2 separate regions of the Gasterosteus aculeatus genome follow, and region 1 is linked to region 2. Evidence: chromatin contacts called from public Hi-C data. All regions are on one chromosome and are shown on one strand. Each heading gives the region's core, a stretch centred on a gene start, on an enhancer-like site or on the middle of the called end of the contact. The rest is flanking DNA. Distances are from core to core; before and after follow the strand shown.

Region 1 (2,873 bases), core at 76-2,575, 66 kb before region 2:
TAAAGCATGTATACTCTGTATTTAGTTAAATATAAGGCATGCAGAAGAGAGAAGCAAATAAAGGAAAAGATGAAAAAGAGCTGATGAATGGGAAGGAGAACCACTGGTACTTTAGTGTTATTAGTCATTTGCTGAAGCGTTGCTAATGTACACTGAATTAAATGTCACGCCCATAAAGCCTATTGAACAGAGAGCAGGTATCGTTAAACTAATAGAAGGAAAAGAAGAGCACATGTCCGAGGGAAAGAGGGAGGGCAGCATTTGAAAAGAAGAGGGGAAAAAGGGGAGAAAATCTTGCTTTGGGAGGAAACAAGGAGTCAACGAGCCAAAAGAGGAGGAGTAAAAGGTGGGCTAGAGGGGAGGAGAGCAGGTACCCTGGCAACAGTTGCTGCGGCGAGGAGCAGATGGCGCTCGGAGGAGCGGTTATGGCCGGCGCGCCTGGTCACCCCTCCACAAACACACTCATTTATTCGCCAATTTTACTTTCAACCTCTTCTCCCCGGGTTGATCGGTACATCTTTCATTCTCTCTGTCCTCTCTGTCCTAACTCATGGGTGTGCTTGAATAATGTAACAAAGAGCATCCCAAGCATTATCTGCCTCCGCCTCTCCGTCCTACCCCAGACGCTTCCTTCTGGCATCTCAGACGGGCCCGAGTCAGGCTCCAGCCCCATGCTCTTCGACAGAAATGGGTCAGCAGCTAATGGGACGCGGTGGCCGGCTCCTGACTTCAGGAGGAACAGAGTTGAACTGCATCAGTTACCAAAATTCGCAGAAATAGATCAGCGAGAAGCAGGAAGGATCAGAGCGGATACAATGAAAGGAGAGGTTAATGTATCACAGGTTGTTTTCCGGAGGACCACACGCACTGTGTGTGTGTGTGTGTGTGTGTGTGTGTGTGTGTGTGTGTGTGTGTGTGCGCCCGGTGGAGGCTGCCAGCGTTATTGGGTTAGGAAGCAGGGAAAGCTCAGGTGATTACATTACACGTGAAGTGAGCGGAAATGTGTATGCGCATGTGTGTGTAAGTGAGAGGATTCTCCATTTCATTCCTGAGTCTCATGGAGCAGATGAGTGCCTACCATATTTTATGTGTGTGTGTGTGTGTGTCTCTACGGGTGTTTAAAGGTGTATCTTTAAACACTAGTATGGTCGTTCACTCTCCAGTCAATATTAAATCACCTTATCCCATGGTGACCACACAGCGGCTGGCTTTAAGGCTGCACTTGATACTACCAAAACACAGACACACACACACACACACACACACACACACACGAGCGCGCACACAGAGCCTATAGGAGCAGCGGCGCCTGGCAGCAGAGTGCTGGGTGTCTGTGTGCTCTCCAGAGTGGCTCACATCTGTCACCCACTTGTGTAAGAGAAGGGGGGGGGGGGATAAGAGGAGAGCAGAGAGGAAACAGAGAATGAGGGCTGGATGGATGAGCGGATGCTTCATTAGACTCTTACGCAGACTCCGGCTGCCATCAGAGCGAGAAAGTGGAGAGGAAGTACATCTGTCTGCGTTATTTTTTGGGGAGGGATTCTGCATTTGGAAGCAACACCGGATGTTGCAGCAGCTGATGTTTTGTGATGCAGATGCAAGGAGTGAGCTAAAGTCTGAAGGTCACAGGTTCACATGTCTTTAGCAGCTAGCGCTCATCACTATCTGAATGTCCTTGAGCTTCCCACTGGTTGACCCTGACCCCTGACCCCCGCTGGCGATGTCTTATGCAGATCAAAACGCTTTGAGAGACTGGTAGTAATCCTGAATTAATCAATGCGTTAATAACAAGTATTGACGCGTGTGGGATAAATAGGCTACTAACGTTCAGCACTAGCTACCGTAGCTAACGGCACGTTTCAATAATAAACAAGACTTCCTTCACTCTCTGACACACGGTCCGGAAGTTAGAGAAACAGAGTTAGAGAGGAAATACAGGACACATGACCCTGACAGATGACTAAATGAATAACACGGTTATCTTGAATAAAATGACAAATTTCTCAAGGTTATAAAACTGATTTCTTGTCATTGTTTGATTTTATATCTTTAAGTAATAAGACGACAGGACATGAGTCCGCCGATGCTCCCAGTGTGTCTGTGATGAACATGGTAGATGTGACGTTAGGTGAAGTTAAAGGAAAAAAAACAGGTTGTGTATTAGAGCGCACGGTTAAAACATAAGTATGCAACACCTGAGACACAACCATAACAACACATGTACAAACTAAACACATGCACACACACTAACCCCGAGCAGATGGTGGAGCCAGACCGCACAGTATCTAACTATCCCCCCAGCGCCAAAGGTAAAGACATCACTTTGACACACATGCACACACACACGCACACACACACACCTGCACGCTCACAGTAACGAGGTTTGCTGCTAGTAAAAGGCCAGCGGTTCGATTCTTACCCACCGGTTGTGTCGAACGCGTCCACCCGCCTACTGAAACCCCCACTTCCCCTCAAACACACTCACACACTCACTCACTTGTCCCTGGAGAGAGTTATATTTAAACTGCTGGAGAGGAGTCTTGCTCCCCACAGAGGCCTGTTTAATCTCTTAACATCTTTCTGCTCTAAACCCTAACTGGCCTATTTCTGAATGGCTCGCCCTCACACACACTCACACACACACACACACACACACACACACACACACACACACACACACACACACACACACACACACACACACACAAATATTTAATTTAAAGGGCAATGCTCATAACCCCCCTACTGCTCAAAAACAATGGACCGGGTTGACAGGTTCTCTCGGGATCATCCTTTAACCAAAATTGAACTAATATGTTGTCATGCAAGGATGCTGGGAAATGCATGTAGGCTTGCAGGATCAATTTAAGTAA
Region 2 (2,769 bases), core at 98-2,597:
TTGGCCAGCCAGTTAGCTGACGAATAAGCTCATTTCTTCACCATGTTTCACACGTGTTTCAAAGTATGAACCGCTCCCTTTAACATAAAGACACACAGGCACGTGCACGAGGCCCAATTAGTCAAACATTAACTATAATACAAATTAAATAATAGGTGTCGTAACACCACTAGAGTGGTTAGGCCAGGAAATAGGGCAGTAATACAGACTCTGAACTTTTCACAGTAACCAAAGGATCAAATTGTTCTTTACAGTTGCTTATTATCTCTATGAAGTTATTGTTCAGCTGGATGTATGAAAACACCATGATACTGAAGAACAGTTCTTTAATGTATAGAATTAGCGCTTTATAGTGTTGATATGCTATGTAGTTTAATGATATACGACCATTTAAATTATCTGTGATACCATTACTATGATATTACCTGGGTTTAGTTATAGAAATAAACCATGACACACACACACACACACACACACACACACACACACACACACACACACACACACACACACACACTTTATGTAGAAAATATCTTACAATTTTTACATGGATTGAGAAGAGTGGAGTTTGTGAGGTTCGTCAAAATGTTTTATAACATGATTATTGTTATGATTATCATTTGATTATGATTCATATTGCTGCCTGCGGTTATGTTTTTGAAAGACACCAGAGAAACTGATCATGCAGAAAGTTACACTACAAAGCAGTTACACAACCACAAATCATCGCCTGGGGTCATGCTCACTCAGATCCATTCTCCGAAGTTAGATAATATTCTCTGGATTGTGAAATAACTTGCAATACAGTTACAGTGAGGATGTCAGTCTTTTTTAATGAATTGAATTGAATCTTCTGTTGCTGATGAACCACTAAAAAATTTAAATAAAATGCATTAAGTGATAATAGTTTGTGAAAGTACATACTGCATAATTAGCAATATGTTGTAGGTTAGCAACGCATGGATGAAAAAGTGGGGCACTTCCTTACAGTAGATTATGTTTCTGTTATATTTAAAGACAATAATATAATATGTTTGTCTTATATTTAAAGACAACAGAAGGACACCAGTGTGCTCCAATGAAATGATCGTCACAGTAAAAAAAAAAGAAAAGATAATAGATTTTTAAAAAAGGGTCACTCGGATGATCTTCATGACGACCGTGTTACTCTCATCTTCTTGCATTGACAACGCATGAACTGATGATTTATTGTAGTATAAAAATAATTTGGAAGATGAAATGGTGAGTCTGCATTCTTAGTGTTTAGAAGGATTCTTCTACTTTGATGTCAGAGGCTTCACCAATGGTTCCCAACGTGACTGACTATTCACAGAACGACCTCCCTGCAACCCCCATGACAACAGGTTCCATGTCAATGTCAAGTCCTATCTTATTTTTAAGCTGGGCCAATACATTGGATTTGATGTCTTTATCCTAAGCTGAGAAACATTGTCTCAAGCTAAATTTCAATCATAATTTAGCGCACATCTGAAAACAAAAATCAAATAGACAGTTGGGCGCACGAGTTCAGGTGCCATTAAACTGTTGCTGAGGAAATGGAAGCAACGAGATGAACAATGAGAGCACCAGTCAAACCCCAAACAAATGAAAATATTGTTGAAACCGTGATGGAAGGTCACAATCTCCTCACTGGCCAACACAGAAATTAGGAGATTATACGCTTTATTTTTCCGTTGTTGAATTTACACGTTTCAAGCACATCAGGATTCATTTACTAAGCCTGTTTTTATTCTACAAAGTCCCCTATTGATTTTATTGATAACATCATACAGATTTTGTTTTTATTTCCAGCACTAATAGACGAACAATAACATTTGATTGTTGTCTCACTACTGCCAAGATTATAAAGCAATGTAAAGTTAAATAAAGTCAGGGTTAAGTTAACTGAACCCCTCCTCAAGTAATTGTTCGTTTTGGTGACGCTTTACATTAGTTTCTTGAACGAGGTTCTGTGGTGCAAACAGAAGTAGAACTTGGAGCTGACGAATGGACGAAAATTCATACAGAAAGCAAACCCAATAAATACGACTCATAAAAGCCTAATGAACAAACTGTTTGGTCACTGAGTAAACTGTGATCAGTACGTAACCAACTAACATTATCTCCAAAATGTAAATAAAAGGTCGCTTTCATTCGGCAGTAACTTGACGTCGGCATTAAGAGAATAAAAGGGGCAGAAGCTTTAGGATTATTACCACACTCTTTCTGACAGTTTCATCATCCCCCATCTGCCAGACCTGAAGCCATGAGGATTTTCTTGGAACATTTTGGCTTTCTCTTGTCTTTGTAGACGGAGGAAACGCTTTGGTTTGGGTGTTGTTGTTCTGGGTTGAGCGAGGAGATGCATCCCCTCCCACCCGGCCCCTCCGGCCCCGGGCAAAAACTCGGCTCGGATAACGTTTGCCGGTGCTATTTTCTACGTGCTCATCGTGCGGCACGCCAGAGAAGAGATCACTCTCCCAATTTCAGCCCGGTACTTACAGAATTTAAATTCAACACTAGATTCTTACACCAATGATTCTCATTTTTGTGTCTGTACGCACTGCGGCCTGTCACTTTGTCCGTATACATATGAGACGTCAAATAAATGGGTGTTGCAACCCTGTAGATAATTGTTAACAACTACATAGTTACCCTGATACTTACCACCTACTGGTGAGTTACCTCTGAAAATGTAGATAAATTCTTGCAACCCCTTTGTTCTCTGTTCTGTAGCATCTGACGCTAATGCTAGCATCCTGGAACCTC

What was found. Hi-C and Micro-C count contacts between places; a contact is called where the count stands out from the background.
Region 1: a Hi-C map of liver shows a contact between it and region 2, with 4 times the contacts expected there. The contact joins the enhancer-like site here to the promoter of maml3 in region 2. A contact is called at or near these places in 6 of 6 Hi-C or Micro-C datasets (blood and trunk muscle, liver, skeletal muscle and 2 more).

What each region holds. Positions count from the first base shown.
Region 1 is chr9:11,076,178-11,079,050 of fGasAcu3.hap1.1, reverse strand. All of the region lies in intron 3 of maml3 (mastermind-like transcriptional coactivator 3), which reads right to left. Among protein-coding and RNA genes, the nearest start is that of naa15b, 14 kb to the left of the region's middle. Within about 2 kb of position 1,325, at least 2 of the 9 cell types and tissues checked have open chromatin away from gene starts, as enhancers often do.
Region 2 is chr9:11,010,483-11,013,251 of fGasAcu3.hap1.1, reverse strand. maml3 (mastermind-like transcriptional coactivator 3) reads right to left here and starts at 1,347. Exons shown (of 6, transcript XM_040186595.2): 1 at 1-1,347.